Linked DNA regions of Mus musculus: region 1 is linked to region 2. A link is a contact called in public Hi-C data. All regions are on one chromosome and are shown on one strand. The core of a region is the stretch at or near the end of the contact, and the rest is flanking DNA. Distances in the headings are between cores, read along the strand shown.

Region 1 (7,781 bases), core at 2,419-4,918, 94 kb before region 2:
ACTTGTTCTAATAATTAATATTAATTTTATTTATTACTATAATATATAATTACTGGTATTGTTCACCATAGGTTATCAGATGAGGATGAGGAGGGCAAGACCAAGCAGGAGTGTATCGTCTCTGACCCTTCCTTTTCCATGGTGGCAGTTCAACGTGAAGACAGTGGGATAACCTGGGAGACCAACTCAAGCAGATCTTCCACTCCTTGGGCTTCAGGAGAAAGTCAGACCTCGGGAATATGTAGTTTGGAAGGGTCAGCTCTGACTTCTCCTCCAGGAAGTGTTTCCTTTATTATGGATGAAGTTAAAAGGACACGGAAAAGAACTCAGAAGTCCAAGCGTGGCTCACCGTCACTGCGTCGGAAAGGCAGCAAAAAAAGGAATTCTCTGGAATCACAAGATGTTCTGACAAACCAAGAAGATGGTCCTTCAATTTCAGAAAGCCCTGTGCTCAATATTGAGAATGAAAAGTCATCTATTGGCACTTATGATAAAACAAGAAGGAAGAAGACTGCATCAAATACGCCTCCCATCACTGGGGCTATCTACAAAGAGCACAAACCATTAGTGTTGAAGCCAGTCTACATAGGAACGGTACAATACAAAATAAAGATGTTCAATTCAGTTAAAGAAGAGTTAATTCCTCTACAATTTTATGGGACGTTGCCAAAAGGTTATGTAATTAAGGAAATACATTACAGGAGAGGAAAAGATTCATCTATTAGTCTAGAGCCGGATTTGAGCAATGGTGGTTCTAATATAGTTCCCCAAAGGAAATTAGCCCAGAGCCCAGAAGAAGACAAAGTAAGAGAGCTTGCTCCACCCTGGAGAGGTGCCCTCTCCAAAGGGTCCAGGACCTCATTGTTTAGTCACGAAGAGCAAAAGAAAACGTATGCCGATTCCAATTTAAATGTTCCATCTTCAACAGAACACGCATTTCCCTCCAGTGCCAGAAATGATACAGCTGATCAAGAAGAAAATCTCAGCCTTCCACAAATGATGCCACAACAGCCAGCTGATGAATCAAAGACCCACAGAATGGAGCCACCAAGCATTCCAGCAACCATGGTCCTTGAAAGAGCAAAGGAAGAACTGGAACAGAATGCACAAGGAAAGGAAAGTTCAGAGGATGATGCTTCAGTCTTGACAGGCTCAGCCGATGATGTGCAACAGGAAGGCTTGGTTTCTGTCAACCATTCCATGCCATGGGAGGCAGAGAAGGAGTCTTTAGAGACAGGACCACCAAGACCAGCGCCAGCCATCCAAGAAAAGTTTGAGCCAGACATGGAAGGGCTAGAGCCGATTTCAACAGAAAAAACAGAACAAGCGTCTGAATACGTGACCTCATCTGAGCCCATAGTCCACAGAGAGGAGGAGCATGCGCCTGAGCCCATAGTCCACAGAGAGGAGGAGCATGCGCCTGAGCCCATAGTCCACAGAGAGGAGGAGCATGCGCCTGAGCCCATAGTCCACAGAGAGGAGGAGCATGCGCCTGAATCCATAGTCCACAGAGAGGAGGAGCATGCGCCTGAGTCCATAGTTCAAAGAGAGGAGGAGCATGCGCCTGAGCCTGAGTCCATAGTCCACAGAGAGGAGGAGCATGCGCCTGGGCCTGTGCCCATAGTCCACAGAGAGGAGGAGCATGTGCCTGAGCTTGAGTCCATAGTCCACAGAGGGGAGGAGCATGCGCCTGAGCCCATAGTCCACAGAGATGAGGGGCATGCACCGGAGCCCATAGTCCACAGAGAGGAGGAGCATGTGCCTGAGCCCATAGTCCACAGAGATGAGGGGCATGCACCTGAGCCCATAGTTCACAGAGAGGAGGAGCATGTGCCTGAGCCTGAGTCCATAGTCCACAGAGAGGAGGAGCATGCGCCTGAACCCATGGTTCTTAGAAAGGCACAACTAGAGAGGGGAGTGGAAACTTCTACGCCAATCACGGATACCACTGAACCCGAAGATTCTAGTCTAGAAGAAGAGATCATAGAACTTGATTACCCGGAAAGTCCTTTAGCTTCTAAGGAGACTTCCCCATCGCCTTTGTCCCCTGAAGTAGAGCACAGAAAAGAGCCCATTCTACCAACACAGATGACATTCACACCTGAACGTATCACTTTGTCCGAGGAAGAAAGAGAAGAAAACGAGTCTGTTTCTACCGATTCTGCTTTTGTATCTGAGTATTCAGTCCTACAGGATTTGAACCATACACCAGAGAAGCTGGAAGTAGAGGCAGTTTCTGTATCTGATGTGAAATCTAGCAATGAACCTGCAGTCTTTTCAGAGGACGACGAGGAACGTGAGTCTTATTCCCCAGCTATGACCTCTGTATCTGAGCAGTCTCTTTCTCCATCCACCACTGAGAAGACATCTGCCATCCAGTCCCCACTCTTTTCAACAGTTTCACCAGTCCTGTCTGGAGATGAGGCCTCAGAGAGCGTGTGTCACTCACCAGAATCTGAATCTGCGGCTGAGTATTCTGTTCCAGCACATGCGCAAGAGTTGCTGTTGAAAACAGGTGACCACAAGCTCCCATTAAAGTCCCAACGTGTTTCTGAGCCCATCATTCAGGCAGAAGATGAGAAAGAAGATATTGGGCTACTTCCCCCAGCAGCACTGAGCCAGGCAGTTCTATCGGAAGATGAGAGTCTAGGAAGTGGAAGTTTCGCATCAGATTCAAAGCTGCCATTTAAACCCTCGGTTTCACAAAATGCAACACGGGAATCCCCCCAAAAAACAATAGATGACATGCCCCAATTCAAACCAAGAGGCCTTTCTGATCCTGCAACCCTGTTAGAAGAAGAAAAGGAAGCCATTGGAGTTGGGCTATCTTCATCCAATGAGGTCTCTGCAGTGGAATGCGCTCTCCCCCCACAAACCACTGAGCTGCTTTCTGAAAGCCATGCCCCACCTCCCTGGGCCATCTCATCCGAACAAGTGGTCCAATCAGAAGAAGGGAGCAGAGACCAGCAGCGGGGCTCATTCTCTTCCACACCAGAGCTTGGCCACACATCTCCTCTGCTTCTAAAGGGTGCCTCCTCACCCACAGGTCTATCAGAGCAAGGGCAGGAAGAGGACAATATTGGGCCCCTTTCCCCTGATTCTGCATTTGCGTCAGAATTCTCATTCTCACCCTATCCGACTCAGGAACTAGAGAAGAGAGAGCTGGGGCGGGATTCTCCACTGTGCTTAACGTCCCCCTCTGAGCAGACTGTTCTGTCTGATGAGGACACGGAAGAGGCTGACCTCTTTTCTCCGGATTCAGCATCACAGGTGTCAATCCCACCATACCGAATCGCAGAAACAGAGCAAAACAAGGTCGAGCCAGACGAATTACTACCTAGGAGGTCTGCTCCAGACTATCCCTACTTCTCAGAGGCAGATGAAGAAGAGGCGGGGTCCTCAGTGGTCACGCCTGTGCCTGAGCATTCTGAGCCATCGCAGGAGCGGGAGGAGTCTTCCCCTTGTAGGCCTGTGTTCGAAGATCTGAGCCTGCTACCTTCGGCAGATAAGACCGGCCAAGCAGAAACTATGTCAGATGTTCCAACAATTTCAACCTCTGTGTCTGAATATCTCATCCTGGCACAGCAGGAGAAAACTCAGGCATCTTTGGAGCCTGAGGCTGAAGATTTGGTACCACCACCAACCAGTGGATGGGAGAAGAGAGATGCAAAGAGTAGTCTGCCAGCAGTTACAATAGCAGCTTCCTCTTCTGCACTCTCATCAGTGGTAAAGGAAGAAACCACATCCGTTTTGCCCACCTCTCAGCCCTCAGTTTCACCCGAGTCAACCTGTGTGCTTAAGCCAGAGCAGGAGCCCACAGCACCTCTCACTCTAACAAGTGCAGATGAACAGATGGCTTTGCCCAGAGTCGGAAGGGAAAAAGCTGTGCTGGATTCTCAAGAAGCGACAGCACACAAATCGCAGGATCAGACACCAGAGCCTCGGCTCCCAAATGTTCCAGGGTCTGGGATGAAATATTCAGTTTTGTCTGACTTGGGAGATGAGCCAAAGGCGGATGTCAAACTCAATTTAGCTCCAACTGTGACTTCTGAACTAGAACAGAGAATGTTGTCAAAGAATGAGCCTGAAGTGGCAAAACCACACTCACCTCCAGAGGAAACATCTATTTCTGGACCTAAGGTTTTATCTGCAGTGAAAACGGAAGTGAAACAGGAGTCCAAAATAACCAGGGAACTTCCTGCGGCTTCATCGGGGAGAGAGAGGGGAGCAGAACACAGTCCACCTGCACCACCTGCACTTCCAGCATTGATGGAAGAGATGGGGAAAGACACAGAAGCCAGCTCTTCTGCCACCACAGTGCCAGTAACTAAGCTTGATTCAAATTCAACTAAATTAGGCAGGGATGAAGTCCTGACAGATCCATCTCTTGCCAGCCCTGTGGAACACCCAGGCTTAAAGGGAGTAGGGAAGAGCGAGTTAGGCAGTGGTTTGCCTTTGCCCAGCATGTCTACCTCAGAGGTGTTAAGGCCTGAACCCAAACTTCCTGTCAACTCAGGGGTTGAGGTAGAGAGAGAAGACAACGAGCCACCTCCATTGCAAGTGTCACCCACATCCAAACCCACGGTGCCAAATGACAAACACGAGGAGATAACAAGGTCTCCTGATTCTGAAAATGTAGTTTCAGATGATTTAGCTCCAACATTACTGGCCCTCAGACATGAGATGAACAGGCAAGCAGAGGAGACATCTTCTCCAGTGCCGGGGAGTTTCCTGTCAGGAGAGCAAGAGCTTATAAAGCTCCCCCCAGAGCCTGAGAAGCACAAACAGTTATCAGAAGTACCAACTGCTGGGTCAGAACTCATTGATAGTAGAGATAGAGATAGATCCTTAGGTATAGAACCAGTAAAACCCATCGGAACGGAACCAGGGCCTTCTATCTTAGAAAAGGGCCCCGCTGAGCTTCAGAGAAGAGGAAAAGAACAAGAAGAAAACAGGAAGCTTCCTGTGCCTGCCTCAGCTCCATTAGAGACTGCTTCTTTTGACCTCCCCATTGAGCAAAAAGAGCCTAAACGGACCCTTCATGAGGGCCAAGCTGTTGAGGTGCCTGATGAGAGCAGCTCTTCTGCAGATAAGCCAGAGCTGGGTGTTAAACAATTGGCAGAGAAGAAGGAGAATTTGGAGCAACCCAAGCCATTTGTGACAACTGAGCGTGCCAGTGTTACAGGATCAAAAGTGAAAGAGAGTCTCATTTCTCCAAAGGACAACACCTGGATGCTGGAAAAGCCAGATGGCTTAGTCAATCAGCATGAAGATAGAAAACCAGGAACTGGGCAGCTGGAGTCCTCTGAGAGCACTGATCTGATGTCAGAGAAACTTGGGGCTGCTCCACTGGATACAGATCACACATCTGAAACCAGAAACCAAGAAACAAGCAAAGCACCAGTGTCTGGTGAGAAGCTATCTCAGGAACCCAGAAGGGTTCAGTCAAAGGCTGTAGATGATTCTGAGGAAGGGAGAAAGCTAGCCTCTGGCAACGTGGAAGTACTCACCCAAAGTAAATCTGTCCCTGCTGTGAAAGCAAAAGCCACACCTCAACCTCCAGAGACCCCAGAGGTGACACAAAAGCCATCTGAGAAGTCACTCGTCACTGAGCAAGGTCTTCCTGCAGAGAAGGGAAAGAAAGGCATTTCATCTTTTAAATCATGGATGTCTAGTTTATTGTTTGGATCAAGCATTCCAGATAGTAAGGTCTCTGACAACGAAGATCTAGAAACTCGTCCAGGTCCCTCTGTAGAGAAAGCAGTACCTGCCATAGAGCCTAAAGGTACAGTTCCTGCTGAGGTTAATATAGCCGAGAAGCCAGCGGTTCATTCATTACCTGAGGTCACAGTTAAACTGGCCGAGGAGCCCAAAGGCGTTTCAGTTAAATCCAGCATAAGTCAAGACCTTAAAGAAAAACTCACATTTTTATCAAACGAAGACGTTTTAAAGCAACCTAAGTCTAACTCTGAAAACTATGGGCAGAAGGAACTGCCAGGCTTCTCAGAAGGAATGGGCGAAAGCTTAGCTACTTCAGTTGGTGACAAACATCCTGGAATTCATCCTTGTTCCCCTATGGGTGAGAAAGTGGGTATGGAAGAAGCCCAAAACATGGCTCCTCTTCATATTACTGAGAGCCAAAGACGCCAGAAGCCAGAGGTCTCTTCTCCGTCTATGTGGAATATTTCTGCACGTAAGGAAGAGCCAAGCAGTGATCACAAGGAAACATGGCTCTCGTCATCTGACGTAGTAGATAGAATGCCACAGAAGCCCAAATCAGCCCAGTCCGCCTTCACAAGGATGAACTCAGAGGAACCAGCATCAATGATTCTGCCAGTGGAATCAAAAGGCAGTTTAAGTGATCTTGGTGAAGACAGACTTAGACAAGAAATGCCAAAACCCACTTCTTTGGAACATTGTGAAGAGGAAGTGGAACGTCCAACAGAGGAGAAGGATGGCTGGGAAACTAGATCATTTTCCTTGGCAGGGAAGAGGGGCCTGGCAGAGAAGCAAGAAATCATGGCTCCCTTGGAACTCAGGGAAAATGAAGCAGTAGGAGAGTTGCAAAGGATGCCGGAATCTCGACCTTTCAAATTGGAAGAATCAAAAGCTGCTGAGAGGCTTGAACAGCGCATCTCTCCAACTGAAAAGCTCATGGAAAAACCCAGCAAGACTCTTGCTTTGGATAGGAGAGAAAAGGAAGTGCAGGAATGGGTATTTTCAGAAGGAGAGAAGCAAGAATACCCCCCTGCAGCCATGCCTGTGCCTGGAGCATCAGCTGTTTCTTTGGATAAGGCTCAACCACATTTGCTGGCTAAACCAACACCAGTTGTTGAAAAACCAGAACATATAGTCACAGAGGTATACCCAGAAATTAGGGAGAGAAAGGCAGCAGAAACCCAACCACATCCCCAGGAAGAAGGTAAAACTTTAGTAGAGAAAACCAAGGTTTCCCGTGTGGAGTCTCCCCATGGAGAGGAAACGGATGGCCATTCTCTTACTCAGGAAGGAAATCTGGAGTTGGAAAAGTCAGGTGAGAGTAGAGTGGATCTCAAAGAGGAAAGGAGGCGGTTCGTGATGCCCGAGTTGTCCCTTGGTGCTTCAGTGGCTGCGGAAGATGGAAGTGTGCAGCCAAGACCCCTATCTAAGGATGCTGCTAGGGTATCAGACATGACTGATGAAACAAAGCATTTAGGAACGCCGCCAACTCAGCCGTCAGCTGTAGAACCACAAACTCTTGTTTTAGGAACTTCTGTAGAACATACAGTGAAGAAACAAGAAACATGGTCAGACAGGCCCACAGTCCACACTTTCCAGACATCTAAAGACTACACGGAAGAGATGCTGAAACAGTCTGTTCTTATTTCAAAGCATCACTTGGAAGCTGTGGAAGATGTGCACAGAAACGAACCGCCCTCTTCAGCAGCAAGTAACTATACTCAGTTTATGCTTAGTGCATCAGAGATCAGTGCTGATGGAGTTCCTCCTATGGGAGGCACAGCCCAGGAGCCTGAAGGCACCTCTGTGAAAGATGAAGAATTTTCAGTAACCAGCAAGCCAGCTGGCCTTTCAGAAGATCAGAAGAGTGCCTTTAGCATCATTTCTGAAGGCTGCGAGATATTGAATATCCATGCCCCTGCCTTCATCCCTTCAGTGGATCAGGAAGAAAGTGAACAAATGCAAGATAAGTTACAGTATTTGGAAGAGAAAGCTTCATTTAAAAGCATATCTGTTCATGATGAGAAGAAGGCAGCTGCTTCCCATAAAACGCAGAAGAGCAA
Region 2 (7,742 bases), core at 2,983-5,482:
TGGTTTGCAGATAACATTCAAATGAAAGAATGGGGCTTTGGTATCACATATTCTAGAATATTTGAAAGCCCACACAGTAGCTGGAAGATATAATCACTTTTAGAAAAGAAATTGATGTGGCCATGTGCTAGAGGAAACTGCTTTCTGAAATGTCCAGTTAGTTGTAGTAGTTTGTGGAAGGATCATCTACGAGGAAAGGGTCAGAAAAGGTGGCGGAGTGGGTGTGAGCCTGCTGTAGGTAGGAGCTTGGCTTGTCTCAACTCCCTGAATCTGCATTCACACATAGTCCTGTAAACTGTGTCATATAGTTAACGATCTGTATATTTACATTTAGAGTAGGGGGTAAGTTAATAGAAATGAATTAAAATTTAAAATGTAGTTTCTCACTTGAAGTACCCCTGGCTATTGCCTTGGACTCCACAGACAGAACATTTTCATCACCTTACCTAGGTCTCCAGCAATCTAAAGAAAATCCCACTGCCATCTTACAATTCTGTACAATTGGCTCAGCAACCCAGGGGCTCAGCCTACCTTGGTGGGAGTTAGTCTCTTTAAGTTAATGGCAGAAACTGGCCTCTTAACACTGCCATCCCCCACGTATGCAGCCGGAAGAACCAGCCTAGGAACATGAAAGAGAGAAAACATACAGTTTCGAAAATCAAAATGATTTCCTTTGACAAGAAAGTCAGGAAGAACAGATGGCACTCTTAAAAAATGAAAATCTGGGATCAGAGAGAAGGAAAGAGCCAAGAACAAGGCTCAGGGTTGCTGTTGAATTTTTTTCTGCACTCCCTCCCTCCCCAACTGACTCCAAGTGATCTTAGATGTTTCTGTTAAATACACTCATGAACTTCCCTTGAAGATTTCGGGTTCACAGAGAACTTGCAGATCCAGTTGGAATGAATGCTCTTGCTTCTGTGTCTCAGGGCCTCACGATCCCTTATCGAGCCTGCCTGCCTGTTGTTCTGGGTATGAGGTAGAGCATAGCTTTGACCTTGGAGACACTGCATGAAACTTTCTGCAGATGGTTCTTGATAATAAGGTGTTTGCTTATCTGGTTTCTAGGTTCTTTTTATTCCAAAGTAAAAGTGCAGTCAAATCGACCCATGGGGAGAAAGCAGATTAGGTAGAAATGGCATCTCTTTAGATTTCTTACTCTAATGCACTGGTTCCAGCTCCCCGTGAAATTGTCCCACCAGGATGCCAGCAGTAATAGAACAAGACAGGCCAGGGGAGGGGGGCTAAGCAGGATCGCACTTCTGGAATCCTGAGATCTCAGAAGCTGAGAAGACAGAGGCTAAATGCGAGGTGTCCCAATAGGCTAGGCAGGTACCTAAGAGGTGGAGGCATGGGTGCTGTCTCTACTGTCTCTACCAGTCTGATCCAGGCAATCTTGAGCCCATGGGGGTCATTTGTAGGTACCCTGCCTTTAACTGAGACAAAGAGATAGACTCTCAGTGTATCACAGGTAAATGGATAGAAGCAAATGCTACGGAGCCCTTTTATAGGAAGGTAATTCCCCATGAATTATCCCATCAGTCTTCACAAGAACTCTGTGAAGTGGGTATTCCGATGATTCTTCTCCAAGGTTGCACAACTAGTAAGTGGCAGAGCAAAGACATAAACTCAGAAAAGCCCCTTTCTATTGTGTTATTCTAACCTTGAGGAAATAACACTTTACATGTTATTGGGTGCTTACAGGATTTAGTCTACATAATGCCACTGCCTGTAAAAGTTCCATGTCTACCCTTTATAAGAAAATTAAAGCCCCCAAAGACATGAAATAATTGTGTATACAAGGCCAGCTTCTTGATGATTCTAAGCTGGGCACTGTCCTGAGCCACCTGTGTGTACTGGGTCAACAAGGTCTGTGTGACCTTCCCATCTGCAGACTAGAAGCCTCCAATTCATTTCCCAAGGCATAATCAATTGAGAAAGAGTTATGGTCCCTATTGGGAGCTGGATCTACTTGATTTTTAGCCAGTGAAGAAAACAGAGGTCACAGTTCTGTGTGAGTGCATTTCTCATCTTATTACAAGTGACTGTGACCGAGGCTCCTTTCTTGGCCTGCCTCAGGTCCCTGCCACAGCCGTCACAATCTGATCTCTTTTGATCCTGTTGTAAGTCTAGGTAGCTGAAGCTTCCTGAAACAGTGAAATCTTTGTCTTAAAGTGGCTCCATTTCAATGCCATTCCTTTCTACCCTGGGACAAGTCCATCAATCACTCATAGATGTTTTGCAAGCAAAGGGCAAATGCATTTCTCAGAGGACCAGCCTCCACCCCAGTATCCCAAGCCAAGAGCAGGTCAGGAAAGGGCTTGGGGTCTAGCCAGCCCCCTTTTCCAACGCGGCCATCTGGGAAGTGAATGTGCTTGCCTTCTGTTCCCACTTGGGGGTGGACACACCACAAGATGCTGTGTCTCCTGCTTCTGGAACATGTGGGTTTCCTGCCAACCTACTGTCCTGTGAGGAGGAGGAGGAGGGAGGTTTTATAATTGAGGACTCTTTACTTGGAGCATCTAGCTGATTTATTTGCTTCAGTGTCTAAGATCCAGTAACCCTCCCCCCCAGCAACTGTGAAAGCTAAGAACTGAATTAGTATAGTGTGTGTGGACCAGTCCTTTATTTTGTAGCTACTTCTTGAGTAGTGGCCTCTACTATTGTCTCACAGAAGGGCTTAGCATGGACAAGGGAGGACTGGGGAATAGACTTGGCCGTGCCAGCATAATTCATCCACTTGGGATTAACTTCTGGCCATACCACTTTCCACCAGTGACTCTGTGAGTGAGTCTTGGTCGCTTGGTTTGAAAATACAATGCATTTCACAGAGTTGTTAGAATTAGAGCCAGCAAGATGGCTCTTATTGGTTAGAGGTGTTTGCTGCTTAAGACTGCTAACCTGAGTTCAATCCCCAAACACATGTAAAGATGGGAGAAGAAAATCAACTCTACAAACTTATCCTTTGACCTCTACACTCACACTGTGGTATGCATATGCCTCCCCCCACAATAACAACAGTAGCAACAATAATTATAAGTTAAATAAAGTTTATTTTACATTTTGTAGGTTGAACTTAGGGCTGTGTGCATGCTCTAGTTTATTGTACATCTAAGTGATATAAAATAAAGCTTAAAAAAATCTAAGGTGTTAGACAATATGATAAAAATCAAGTAGATTCTTGGTATTAGCTGCTATGATTTGTGTCAAATTAAGAGACAACAGTGGAGGGGTGTGGAGACATGGCCAGGGAGGTTTTGACCGACCAAGGTTGACTTCACAACCACGCAGACCACTGTGTTTTCAGGAATGTTGTCCAATGGGTTGGATCACTCTAAGGAGCCATGGGCCACGAATCTCAGTTTCCTAAGAGCAAAGTTACTGCAAAGCAGGCAGTTCACCCAGGGGTGATGCACAGCTCACACGCCACCCACATCATTCTGCATTTTCAAGGGGGAGTTCTGAGTTGATTAAAGGTGCGTTCAGCATTCCTTCACGGAGAGATCTACAGGGCTTTGAAGGCCTCCTCCACCTCCTTTTCCCCTCTCCTCTCTCTCTCTTAGGACAGAGCACTTGTGTTTCTCTTCAGTGTCTCAACAGTGTCTTAGAGGACAACCTGCTCTAAGATAAATACACAAATGGAGAGGATAACTAAGTCTGGCAGTGTTTGAAACAAGGCTCTGGCCCATGACTCTCCCTCCATCCCTGACAGGCCCCTCATTTGTGGCCTGCGCAGAATCCACAGGCAGAAATCAGTAACAAACAGCCCTGGCACTGAACAGAGATGTGCATCCAAGCATGTTTATGAGCCGCAGGGAAATTTTCCCTGATAGAGCCTCAAGGGCTGGCCTATGGGTTGGTACAGCTGTCTAATAAAAGACCATCTTTGTAATCAGCGCTCAGTGGAAACGTACCATCTCATTTATAGAAACAGTGAAGCCACCTGCTATTTAAAGGGCCCTCCTCCTCTTCTTCCTCACCCCAGGGCTAAGTTTTCCAGCATACTCCCTCAGCCAGCTGTGTCTTGTCAAAATCCCGGTCAGTGCCCTGGGAAATATGATTCTGACCAACTACCCCATGAGCTATCGCTCTGCTTTTTATACTCTGCCTGGAGTCCAGGAGTAACGGTCTCATACACAAAAAATAGCTTCCATGAAAATGGTCAGCTAGGCAGGAACAAGATGTGCCTGGCGGACTAGGGGGTAATCAGGTCCCCTTCAGAATCACTGCTCGGTGATTCACTCCATGCTGTTCCCACACAGCTCCGGCTGAGTCAGGTTCTGACAGCTGAGAAGGCGGGAAGGGAGAGAGGAAGGGAAGAAAATGTCGCTGTAGAGGCAGGAGCCCAGCAGCTCAGAGTGGAAGGAGAGCTTTGGAAGATGCACAAAGCAGTAAAGAAACTGGGTATAGTGAACCCCAAACTCAAGCCAGCTTGGGGAACGAGTGCTGGTCAAGAACTCTCCGGTTAACTGTGAAAGGAGCCGCAGCCTCCCTGTTTTAACCTCTGAGTTATAAAAAGCTTTCTGCAAGCCATTAGCTCACCTTTTAAAAAGCCATCTCTACTGCTAATGGGGAAGATGGGACCTCTTGGTATCTTCAAGGGCAGCAACTGGAACATGAACCCTAGTTGGACCCTGGAGGGAAATCTCACTTGGCTATCATGCCCAGTCCCTCTCTGCTTGTCTTAAAAGCACAGTGCTGATCCAAGCTCGTTTCTCCTCGACTCATCTGCACCATGGGTCCTGGTTCATGTTTTATGAGCCTTTGTTAATGTTTAAGTGTGCCACACACTCCTATTTATCCTTCAAGTCTCAACGGGAAGCCCCGTCTACCGTCTCCCGTCTCCCGTCTCTGTGAAAGCGCCCTACCTCCTTCCTCACACCCACCTCCCCTCCTCCCTAGCTTCGCTATGTTTAAGGGATCTGTTGTCATGGCCTGCAGCAAGCAGATGGTCCAGGGAAGGCTTCCTTTATGAGTCTGCTTGTTAAGCTGAGCTCTAAAGCTTTTCCCTGTGACAAGATTCAACCCCAATTACTTGCAGATTCTTGAAAGCAAGAAAACAAGCCCTGCTTCACTGTCATACCCACCCCCGGCCACAACAAGGAAGAGAAGGAAGGCGACATAGATAAAAGGAATGTTTAATTTAGGCATGCTAATTTAATTGAGAAGGCTTAGTTTGTATCTGTTTCCCTTTGGCCTGTGGAGAAAGGGGCTTTCTGCAAGTTTGTTTGTTTGAAAATCACTCATAAACATATTTTATTCCATAGATAATACATTCCCTACATGTGCTATAGGGGAAAAGGAAGCTGTTACGATTTATGAAAGAAAACTTGTCAATAGCTAATAGATACCATGCCAGTCTTGTGGAAGTTGGACTCATGGATAAGGTCAAAACCAACCAAGAGATCAATGGTGTAGTCCACTCAATGTTAACCTGGTCTCTAGTTCGTTGGTTATGACACAAAGTTATCAACACCACTTTTACTTGGCCATGACCCACTTCTCGGGCCTATTGCTCTATGTCTGTGGGCTAGGGGACAGCTGCCTGGCCACTGGCCCTGGGAGCATTAGAAAATGGGCGGCCCAGGAAGGAGCCAGTGGGCTGTTATCTGAGGGATATCTGCTCCATCTGGCCTGAGCTTAGTGGAAATTTCCTAAGCCTTCCTCTTCTCCAGGCCTCCCACCAGTGTCTGCTGATCCAGTGGCCCCTCGTGTCCACCTGCCCGTGATATCAAGTCTAATTTAAGTGAAAGCCTACATGTTCCTTTGAAACACATAAGGCAACAGGTCTCTTTCCAACATGCAGGGATACCCGCTAGAAGGCTTGTTGTGTAGGAGAAACACTTTGTTTTTCAGGATTCCTTGCGTAGTGAGTGTGTCAGTCCTGGGTACCAACTGTGTTTACCAGCTGTGTGTGCAGACTTTCACCGCAGGCCCACCACAGGCAGCGTTGGCACATTTCCTTAGCATGCTCCCTCTGAAGTCCCAGGAGGCGAGACCTGTTCTTATTTCTTCTGTACACTCAGGATCCAGTGTAGAACCCAACGAAGGCTACCTTCTCCACAGGTGCTTTCCAGATCAATACCATGATTCTATTTCCAGGCTTCAGTTATGACAAGATAAAGCCTGGCTCACGGCCCCTTCGCTCCTACATAGGGATGAGCTCGTCAGATCTCCCCATGGTCCCAATAACTCATCTGTCACTCAACTTTGACCAAGTCAGAGCTTCTGCCCCAAAGCCACATCAGCTTCATTTAATTCACTTCCTCCTTGGTCCTTCATGTCTGTCTCCCCTTTTCCCCCATTTGCTTCCTCTCCTTGTTAAGGCAGATGATTAGCTTGTTTTGCTCAATCTCCGGGACACAGTTCTTTCAGTGATAAAACCAGAATGAACTGCTCATTCGATCGATGCCCTCTTCTTATCCAGAAATATTTGATGAACCATGGCATGAGCTTTGCATGCAGCCAGACCTTGGACAGACCTCGGGAGCAAGCTTCAACTTAGCATTCCTACATCTAATGATGAATGTGCAGTGGGCAAGCCACTTGTGGAGATCTGGGAAAGGTGTGCACCTCAACTGGAAGATGAGAGGGAGAAGAAGAGGGAGGGAGAAGGCAGAGGTAGGGGAACTGTGAGGGAAGAGAAGAGAAGAGAAGAGAAGAGAAGAGAAGAGAAGAGAAGAGAAGAGAAGAGAAGAGAAGAGAAGAGAGGAGAGGAGGGGAGGGGAGGGGAGGGGAGGGGAGGGGAGAGGAGGGGGAGAGGGGAGGGAAATAGAAGAGAGGGGAGGGAAGAGGAGAAGAGAGGAGGGGAGAAGAGAGGGGAGGGAAGGGAAGAGGAGAAGAGACGAGGGGGAAGGGAGAGGAGAGAGAAGAGAGGAGGGGAGAAGAGGGGGGAAGGGGAGGGGAGAGGAGAGGGGAGGGGAGGGGAGGGGGAGGGGAGGGAAATAGAAGAGAGGGGAGGGAAGAGGAGAGGAGAGGAGGGGAGAAGAGAGGGGAGGGAAGGGAAAAGGAGAAGAGACGAGGGGGAAGGGAGAGGAGAGAGAAGAGAGGAAGGGAGAAGAGGGGGGGAAGAGGAGGAGAGAGGAGAGGAGAGGGGACAAGAGGGGAGGGGAAGAGAGGAGAGAAAGAGAGAGGGGAGGGGAGAAGAGAGGGGAGGGAAGAGAAGAGAGGAGGGGAAGGGATAGGATAGGATAGGATAGGATAGGATAGGATAAAATAAGATAGGATAGGGAGGGGAGGGGAAGAGAGGAGAGGAGAAGGGAGGGAAAGGGAGGGGATGGAAAGAGAGGAGAGGGGAGGAGAGAAGATAGGGGAGGGGAGGGAAGGAGAGGGAAGGGGAGGAGAGTAAAGTAAATGGGAAGGGGGGAAGGGGAGGAGAGGAGAGGAGAGGGGAGGAGACAAGACACGGTGTTTCAGTCAGAACTCTTCCTTCAGGAAGTGCTATCTAAGACCTTTAGAATCAGAAGATCCATTCAGATTCATCTACCCCCGTCCCAGTCCTATTCCAAGACAAATGCTTTCTTAAAGTGTGGGGAGCCTCTAAGTATCTCCATTGTGGGGTGCTATGACATTCTCTAGCAGTCGGAGGTTTGTGGATACTGACAATATGGCAGTGTTAATGCTGGGTAGAGGATGTCTTGACTGGGCTAGCCTGAGGAAGCAGAGCTAATGCTGACCCAAACTGCCTTTGCTCAGATGTACAGAAACCATCCCTGCATCTTCACCATTGTCAGCAAGGCTGTACT

The links. A called contact is a pair of places that touch in the nucleus more often than the background predicts.
Region 1: a Hi-C map of cerebral cortex shows a contact between it and region 2, with 2.1 times the contacts expected there. The contact joins the promoter of A630019I02Rik here to the enhancer-like site in region 2. A contact is called at or near these places in 10 of 484 Hi-C or Micro-C datasets (B cells, CD4 T cells, the CH12 cell line and 6 more), 1 of 115 datasets of contacts at active chromatin or transcription factors (memory CD8 T cells) and 1 of 9 other capture datasets (embryonic stem cells).

What each region holds. Positions count from the first base shown.
Region 1 is chr13:93,090,720-93,098,500 of GRCm38.p6, reverse strand. A630019I02Rik (RIKEN cDNA A630019I02 gene) reads right to left here and starts at 3,668. Exons shown (of 4, transcript NR_046182.1): 1 at 3,338-3,668; 2 at 2,762-2,787; 3 at 2,450-2,646; 4 at 1-1,968. It overlaps Cmya5 (cardiomyopathy associated 5), which reads left to right. Exons shown (of 13, transcript NM_023821.3): 2 at 72-7,781.
Region 2 is chr13:92,997,246-93,004,987 of GRCm38.p6, reverse strand. No RefSeq gene overlaps it. Among named protein-coding and RNA genes, the nearest start is that of Gm41019, 4.7 kb to the left of the region's middle. Within about 2 kb of position 4,232, at least 49 of the 459 cell types and tissues checked have an H3K27ac peak or open chromatin away from gene starts, as enhancers often do. A contact at or near this core is called in cerebral cortex, cortical neurons and nephron progenitors, where this site is marked.